Regions from separate parts of the Oncorhynchus mykiss genome. Here region 1 is linked to region 2. Evidence: chromatin contacts called from public Hi-C data. All regions are on one chromosome and are shown on one strand. Each heading gives the region's core, a stretch centred on a gene start, on an enhancer-like site or on the middle of the called end of the contact. The rest is flanking DNA. Distances are from core to core; before and after follow the strand shown.

What was found. Hi-C and Micro-C count contacts between places; a contact is called where the count stands out from the background.
Region 1: a contact with region 2 is called in a Hi-C map of liver, with 4 times the contacts expected there. The contact joins two enhancer-like sites. A contact is called at or near these places in 2 of 3 Hi-C or Micro-C datasets (blood and liver).

Annotation. Positions count from the first base shown.
Region 1 is chr14:36,569,430-36,573,391 of USDA_OmykA_1.1, forward strand. No RefSeq gene overlaps it. Among protein-coding and RNA genes, the nearest start is that of LOC110489223, 150 kb to the left of the region's middle. Within about 2 kb of position 1,267, at least 5 of the 11 cell types and tissues checked have an H3K27ac peak or open chromatin away from gene starts, as enhancers often do. A contact at or near this core is called in liver, where this site is marked.
Region 2 is chr14:36,495,212-36,499,658 of USDA_OmykA_1.1, forward strand. LOC110489223 reads left to right here. Exons shown (of 3, transcript XM_021561857.2): 2 at 4,131-4,182. Among protein-coding and RNA genes, the nearest start is that of LOC110489223, 72 kb to the left of the region's middle. Within about 2 kb of position 2,465, at least 8 of the 11 cell types and tissues checked have an H3K27ac peak or open chromatin away from gene starts, as enhancers often do. A contact at or near this core is called in liver, where this site is marked.

The DNA.
Region 1 (3,962 bases), core at 17-2,516, 73 kb after region 2:
CTCCCAAGACTAAACAATGACTTCTTGCTGAACTCATCAAGCAGACACACATAACATTTGTGTGGAACTGTGAGGGTGTGGCCAAAAGTTGAGTGTCTGGAACAAACAGCCAGCCAGTCGTTCCAGCTAGCAGCCATCCAGTCATTCCTGCTAGCAGCTAGTAAGAGCAAGCTAGCAGCCATCCAGTCATTCCAGCTAGCAGCTAGTAAGAGCCAGCTAGCAGCCAGCAAGTAATTCCAGCTAGCAGCTAGTCCGAGCCAGCTAGCTAGTCATTCCAGCTAGCAGCTTGTCAGAGCCAACTAGCTAGTCAGAGCCAGCTAGCTAGCCATTCCAGCTAGCAGCTAGTCAGAGCCAGCTAGCAGCCAGCCAGACATTACAGCCAGCATCTAGTCCGAGCCAGCTAGTTAGTCATTCCAGCTAGCGCTAGTCAGAGCCAACTAGCTAGTCATTCCAGCTAGCAGCTAGTCAGCGCCAGCTAGCAGCCAGCTAGTCATTACAGCTAGCAGCTAGTCAGCACCAGCTAGCAGCTAGTCAGAGCCAGCTAGCAGCCAGCCAGTCATTACAGCTAGCAGCTAGTCAGCACCAGCTAGCAGCTAGTCAGCACCAGCTAGCAGCTAGTCAGAGCCAGCTAGCAGCTAGTCAGAGCCAGCTAGCAGCCAGCCAGTCATTACAGCTAGCAGCTAGTCATTACAGCTAGCAGCTAGTCAGAGCCAGCTAGCAGCCAGCCAGTCATTACAGCTAGCAGCTTGTCAGCGCCAGCTAGCAGCTAGTCAGCACCAGCTAGCAGCTAGTCAGAGCCAGCTAGCAGCCAGCCAGTCATTACAGCTAGCAGCTAGTCAGCACCAGCTAGCAGCTAGTCAGAGCCAGCTAGCAACTAGTCAGAGCCAGCTAGCAGCTAGTCAGAGCCAGCTAGCAGCCAGCCAGTCATTACAGCTAGCAGCTAGTCAGAGCCAGCTAGCAGCCAGCCAGTCATTACAGCTAGCAGCTAGTCAGAGCCTGCTAGCAGCCAGCCAGTCAACAGCCAGTCAGTTGTTCTAAATATCAGTTAGTCAGAGCCCCTGCAGGTCATACTAGGACCTGGACTGCATCTCAAATCACACCCTATTCCCTACATAGTGTGCTACTTTTGAACAGGGACCTGGTGAAAGTAGTGCACTACATAGGGTATAAGGTACCATTTGGGATGCAATGTAGGAGAGTCCGTTGCTGTTGTGGGGCTGAGAGGGAGTGCGGGTCTCAGAGTCACTTGCTTGGCAACATGGGCAGGATTGACGCTGGCGTTAGTTAGCAGCCGCTTGCCACAGAGTCGGTCATAGACCTGCAGAGAAAGCAAAAACAACACTTCAGCTATCTTTGGCTGTACAGCCCTGTTCCAGCTGCTGGTTCAAAGTACGGTCACTGGCGCACGCCCAGAACAAAAGGCTATGAAAAAAAAAAAAAAACACTAAAGGAACAAGCCACAACCACTTCATATGAAGAGAACAAGGAGCACAAGGAGACGGAATGTCTGGAACCAATGGACTTGGCTCGGAACTTAGCTCGCAACTTGTCACGATTCTGTTGCAGAATTGTTGGCAGTATTGCTAACATGCATGTTTGATCAACAATAACAAAAACAGCACAAAATAACGGAATGTCTTTGGAACCAACGGGAGGTCTTAACTTGGACCAGGACTTGTGTCTTCATTCTGTTGCAGCAGAACACAGACATACTAACATTGATCTTTAAACAAAGTCTTCATGTCTTCTTTGGAGAGGATTGCAACGAGAGCCATATGCATCAGTTTTCCACAAGCCTACTGAAAAATCCATTTGCAAATATAATACTTAAAAAAATTTGAAAGATTCCACGTCACCCACAAAAAAAACGTCTACTTTAATCCATGCTTTTGGTTAGTACCATACATTAGTTAATAGGTTGGAGTTCCTCTCCCTAAATGTCAATAGGGTCAGTGATATCGTCATTATTCAAGACAGTAATTGTTGTTGATTTCTGAACGGAGAAAAACGATTTGCTAGCATTCCTCATCCTTGTTATTTAACACCGAAATCTGGTGAGTGTCTTGTACACCTTCTACTACATAGTGGGTCATGAAGGGAAGCAGGAGCGCGGTACTGTTACGTTCATGAGACGCTTTGTCCTGCGATAAATGTGTCTCTCTCTGTATCTCTGTCTCAAGACGTGGATGTCGATTACTGCAGCCCCTTTCTGGTTCAGAGGGCTTTAGGTTAAATGTGGAAGACACATTTCAGTTGAATGCATTCCGTGGTACGACTGACTAGGTATCACCCATTTCCCTTTTCTCTTCTCTATCACTCTGTCTCTGTCTAACTCACACACCTTCTCTCTCCCTCTCTCCCTGTCTCACGCAGTCCTACAGCGTGATGGTAAAACCCCCTGGAGTTATTATTTTCCATAGGGCCTTACACCCTACAATTACTGCTCATTTCAGATCCAACTGAATGCAATGTAAACTAAAGTATACTAGCAGCTCCTTCAGTATTTATCAAACACTAGAGAATATCTATGTTGTTATTTTTCATCAGTGTCACGTTCGGCACCACACCGTTTGTGGAAATACCTTGTTCTGAAACTAAATGAATAATTACACACATATTTCTCAACCATTTTTTTTAGGCCGTTGGGGCGAAGGTACTAATTGGGATGTACCTTTAGGGAAATCTAAACGGCAGGATAATTACTTTCGGCTTTCTACAGGCTTATTATTAACTGGGATGAATAAAAACAGCTTTAGTGTTCTTGGTGTGATGCCATGACTTCAGAGAGGCAAGGCACACTACGCCTAACTCATTGAAATAACCAGAAGTAAAACAACATCTTTACTGGTACCTTCTACCTCGCTGTTACTGTATATGACTTACAAGCATTTCATATAGTCGAGACATTAAAAATGTCAGTACTGTTGTGTACAACCTACTTTTGTTTAGTACAGTAACTGCCTTTCGACAGAGAGGATCTGCGTGTGTACAACCTACTGTTGTTTAATACAGTAACTACCTTTCGACAGAGAGGATCTGCGTGTGTACAACCTACTGTTGTTTAGTACAGTAACTACCTTTCGACAGAGAGGATCTGCGTGTGTACTTGAACTACCACTGAATCGATGGAGTCACGTACGCCAGGTATCTTTCTCACTGATATACAGAACACCTGTATTCACCCAGGGGGCTGAAGAGAGGGGTTAGAGCACCACTAGTGGTAGAATTGTAGTACTACAACACCTTTTCCCAAAACCCCATTCATAGATTATGCACTTCACACCAGCAGTATTCCACCTTGCATCCCAGTGCTGGCTTTCCTCTGAAGCTAAACAGGGTTGGTCCTGGTTGGTTCCTGGATGGGAGACCAGATGCTGCTGGTAAGTGATGTTGCAGGGCCAGTAGGTGGTTCTCCTTTCCCCAGGTCAAAAAAATAATAATATCCCAATGCCCCAGGGCAGTTGTTGGGGACATTGCCCTGTGTAGGGTGCTACCTTTCGGATGGGACGTTAAACGGGTGTCCTGACTCTCTGTGGTCATTAAAGATCTCATGACGCTCATCGAAAGAGTAAGGGTTTTAACCTCCGGTCCTCATGGCCACCTAATCATCCCCAGCGTCCTATTGGCTCATTCCTCTCCCCTGTAACTATTCCCCAGGTCATTGCTGTACCTTTTACCTGTACCTTTTACCTGTACATTTTTTTTTTTACCAATTCCGTAACTGCCCTTTAGAGTTAACAGATCAACGCCACACATTTAGGTATTTCACACAACCAAGTGTTCATACAAGATCAATATAACGACTTGCCTTTACATGTGACATGATTATGTAACATAAATCAATCAGGCCACAAAGCAATGTACCAACACAAAAAAAAAGCATGCAAAAAAAAAAGAAGAGTAATAATATTCAGTGTTCTTTCTAACAGGAAACCCTATCTGACACGCAGCCCTTCCACTTC
Region 2 (4,447 bases), core at 1,215-3,714:
CCTCTCTCTCTCTCTATCTATCTTTCTCCATGTCCCTCTCTCTCCCCCCCCCTCTCTCTCTCTCTCTCTCTATCTATCTTTCTCCATGTCCCTCTCCCCCCCTCTCTCCCCCTCTATCTCTCTCTTTCTCCATGTCCCTCTCTCTCCCCCCCTCTCTCTCTCTCTCTCTATCTATCTTTCTCCATGTCCCTCTCCCCCCCTCTCTCTCTCTCTCTATCTATCTTTCTCCATGTCCCTCTCCCCCCCCCTCTCTCTCTCTATATATCTATCTTTCTCCATGTCCCTCTCTCCCCCTCCCACTCTCTCTCTCCTTATCTATCTTTCTCCATGTCCCTCTCCCCCCTCTCTCTCTCTCTCTATCTATCTTTCTCCATGTCCCTCTCTCCCCCCCTCTCTCTCTATATCTATCTTTCTCCATGTCCCTCTCTCCCCCCCCCCTCTCTCTCTATCTATCTTTCTCCATGTCCCTCTCCCCCCCCTCTCTCTCTATATATATCTTTCTCCATGTCCCTCTCTCTCCCCCCCTCTCTCTCTATCTATCTATCTTTCTCCATGTCCCTCTCTCCCCCTCCCACTCTCTCTCTCCTTATCTATCTTTCTCCATGTCCCTCTCCCCCCTCTCTCTCTCTCTCTATCTATCTTTCTCCATGTCCCTCTCTCCCCCCCTCTCTCTCTATATCTATCTTTCTCCATGTCCCTCTCCCCCCCCCCTCTCTCTATCTATCTTTCTCCATGTCCCTCTCCCCCCCTCTCTCTCTCTCTATATCTTTCTCCATGTCCCTCTCTCTCCCCCCCTCTCTCTCTCTCTCTCTATCTATCTATCTTTCTCCATGTCCCTCTCTCTCCCCCCTCTCTCTCTCTCTCTCTCTCTCTCTATCTATCTTTCTCCATGTCCCTCTCCCCCCATCTCTCCCCCTCTATCTCTCTCTTTCTCCATGTCCCTCTCTCCCCCCCCTCTCTCTCTCTCTCTATCTATCTTTCTCCATGTCCCTCTCCCCCCCCCCTCTCTCTCTATCTATCTTTCTCCATGTCCCTCTCCCCCCCCCCTCTCTCTCTATCTATCTATCTTTCTCCATGTCCCTCTCTCCCCCCCCTCTCTCTCTCTCCTTATCTATCTTTCTCCATGTCCCTCTCCCCCCTCTCTCTCTCTCTATCTATCTTTCTCCATGTCCCTCTCCCCCCCCTCTCTCTCTCTATCTTTCTCCATGTCCCTCTCCCCCCCCTCTCTCTCTCTATCTATCTTTCTCCATGTCCCTCTCCCCACCTCTCTCTCTCTCTCTCACTGTTTCTCTCTCCCTCTCTCTCTCTATCTTTCTCCATGTTCCTCTCTCTCTCTCTGTCTCTCTGTCTCTCTCTCTCCCTATCTTTCTCCATGTTCCTCTCTCTCTCTCTGTCTCTCTGTCTCTCTCTCTCCCTATCTTTCTCCATGTCCCTCTCCCTCTCTCCCTCTCTCTCCCTATCTTTCTCCATGTCTCCCTCTCTCTCTCTCTCTCTCCCTATCTTTCTCCATGTCCCTCTCCCTCTCTCCCTCTCTCTCCCTATCTTTCTCCATGTCCCTCTCTCTCTCCATGTCCCTCTCCCTCTCTCCCTCTCTCTCCCCCCAGTGTTTAGATAGGAAACAGTACAATACACTTGTTTGAATACCAGTACTAAACCATGACCACTGTGACTAACACCCAGAGATTTTCCAACCAGAGGCAATAGGTGTAATACTCTTCCCAACTTGCTATTTACTCCCTATGCACTAGGTCAAAAGTAGTGCACTACCCTATGGGCCCCAGGTCAAAAGTAGTGCACTAAATGGGGAATAGGGTGCCACCTGGGATGGAGCCTAGCCACTTGCTACAGCCCTGCCTGGCAGCTCCACAGCACAGTGTAAAATCACAAGTGACAAGCACTATTGATACTAATACATTCAACAAGGCTCTGTGAGATCTGGTTAGTGTCCAGACCAAACTGGAGTCTCACCTAGCTAATTGGATCCGATGGGTTAAAGACTAATTAATTATTTCCTCACAAAATGGAGTACAACTTACTTTTCTTATATGAGCTAAAATAGCGACACAAAAGGGGTGTTGGAGGTGTTCAAGTTATAACTGTGTTGCTATACAGTGACTGCACATAACAACAAGGCAGCTGTGATGGTGCATGTAACTAGGTAGGGTAATCTATGGATGACAGTATTGACCCCTATAAGATGTCCTTATGCTGAAACTCTTGCCTGATAGTGAGAGTCTATTAGGACAACAAAACCACATTACAAATGAATTATAATATGTTTTAAATTCCGTGCATCAAAATCCTAAATGCTTACCAAGTAGACTAGTTATGAGTTCTCCAAAGATACGACGCCTGTAAATATGATTTCTGAAGAGGTGAAATTTCAACTCTCGCCAGCAGGTGGTAGCAGAGCTCTAGAGGAGAGGAAGGAAAATTACCAGAGCCTTGCAGTGGGTGGAAAAGTACCCTTATTAAGGAGAAAGGGCTTCCCCAAAATGTCTGTTTGCAACATACTGCAATGTCTTCTACTATTGCACCTGCAGATAACACCGACTCAAAACAATAAACATTATGTAGACATCCTGTTATAAACCAATAATGCATGCATTATTAATGCATTCAATACATCCAGATTCTAGTTTGCCACTATAGGCTATCTGTTTCATAATCTCGCGTCACTGTTGCACGTGGTCCCTGACAAATTAATCATTTCATGAAAAAGAGCAATATAATAGATGAACTAGGCCGATAATAATTCTACACAATTCCGTTGTAGCATTTTCCTTAAACAATATGATCAGCTGATGCAAAACAACGACGACAACAACCAAACCAACAGTAATCCATAGTCTGCATATGACATGTCATGCAACCAAAACCCGTTCACTCAAAATAAATGCGCGGGGAAAAACCCACAAGCACACACTTTTTTTTTTGTGCCGTTTTCTGTTGTTGTTGCCTGTTTGCTTCAGGGTGTAAACGGATTGGGTCTCCGGGTCAACTGGGCGCTTATTGTGTTTGTAGGAGTTCAGAAGGGGGCAGAGGGGAAATCATGCCATAAGGCGTATTTGCATAAATTATCCCCCGCGTCAGATGACGTCAGGACACAGTTCGGTTATAAGCGCCGCCGGTTGCAGAAATAGACACATTCGCTGAAACATAACGTGGCTCACATCACTGGCATTAACCTACCGCACTATACTCAACTCAATTCACCACAGAAGCAACCGAATCGAGTCAGTCGAGTGATTTAAGCTGAATACAGTAACCTAGAATTGTATCTAGATAGGTAGATTTATCTACTCAACCAATCGCAAACGTGGCGAGAAGCATTATCCAAACGGGTCTGCTGCTAAATTTGAGTACGGAGATCTTCAAAACGCCAATGGAGGTTGCTGTCTATCAGTTGCATAACTTCAGCATCTCCTTCTTCTCCTCGTTAGTAGGAGGAGATGTGGTGTCTGTAAAACTTGACAACAGGTAAATATAAAAACCCGCTCTGGGTTTTGTGTGTTATTGATGCGTCATTTGTGCGTTATATATTTCATTCAAATATTTCATCTAAATTGTTGTAATTCGACATAGTCATGTTTCTTCCATTACAAATATATTAAGCAAAGTATGGTTACGCTGGTATCCGTTATGATATAATTGTAAAAACCGTATAATAAATGTCTTCTGCTGTGCAGACTTTGAGTAATGCAATTTGACTCCAACCCGCCGCGTGTCTCCTACGGCTGCATTTTCAAACGCATAAAAGTGGAGTATCTCGAAACAATATCGAGACAATGTCATCAATTTCATGTCATAGTTTGCAGCGCGCAACAATGTATCTAGCTAGCTAGGTTGCAAAAAAAAGACAATGGTAGTCAGGCATGCTGGTGTTTCATACACATGCCCAATCTCAAATAGGTTACGCCTAAACACAAATTAAATACACATTTGTGATGATGGCGTTACGTGGCAATTGAATCTCAAAAGACTCAAAATAAGTTATCCTGGTGCCAGCAATCTGTACGAGAACTTCATAACCTTGCCGGTACTAACTAGGACCCCAGTTTGTTCCTTCTGATCCAATGCTCTGATTTGATATGTTGACTTATGGCTTTCTCTTCTTCTCTCCTCCACAGTGCCTCGGGTGCTAGCGTTGTTGCCATTGACAACAAGATAGAGCAGGCAATGGTATGTATATCAGCAACAGGATTATACACTTTATCGTTCATATCATCACTCATAGTAGCCCAGTAACGCCATTCCACATCCCCACCACATTCATGCACTTTGCCCATAGTCATCATTTTCTGTATGTTGATAATCATAGTAGACTAGGCTTCAGTCTAGTACTCGTATACTTGTAGTACCGCAGAAGCATGGTAGTCTGTATGTGCCTTGCAGCTTTGAGTGACTACAGTACTGCATGTCCAATACGTGTGATGTGGCATGGGAC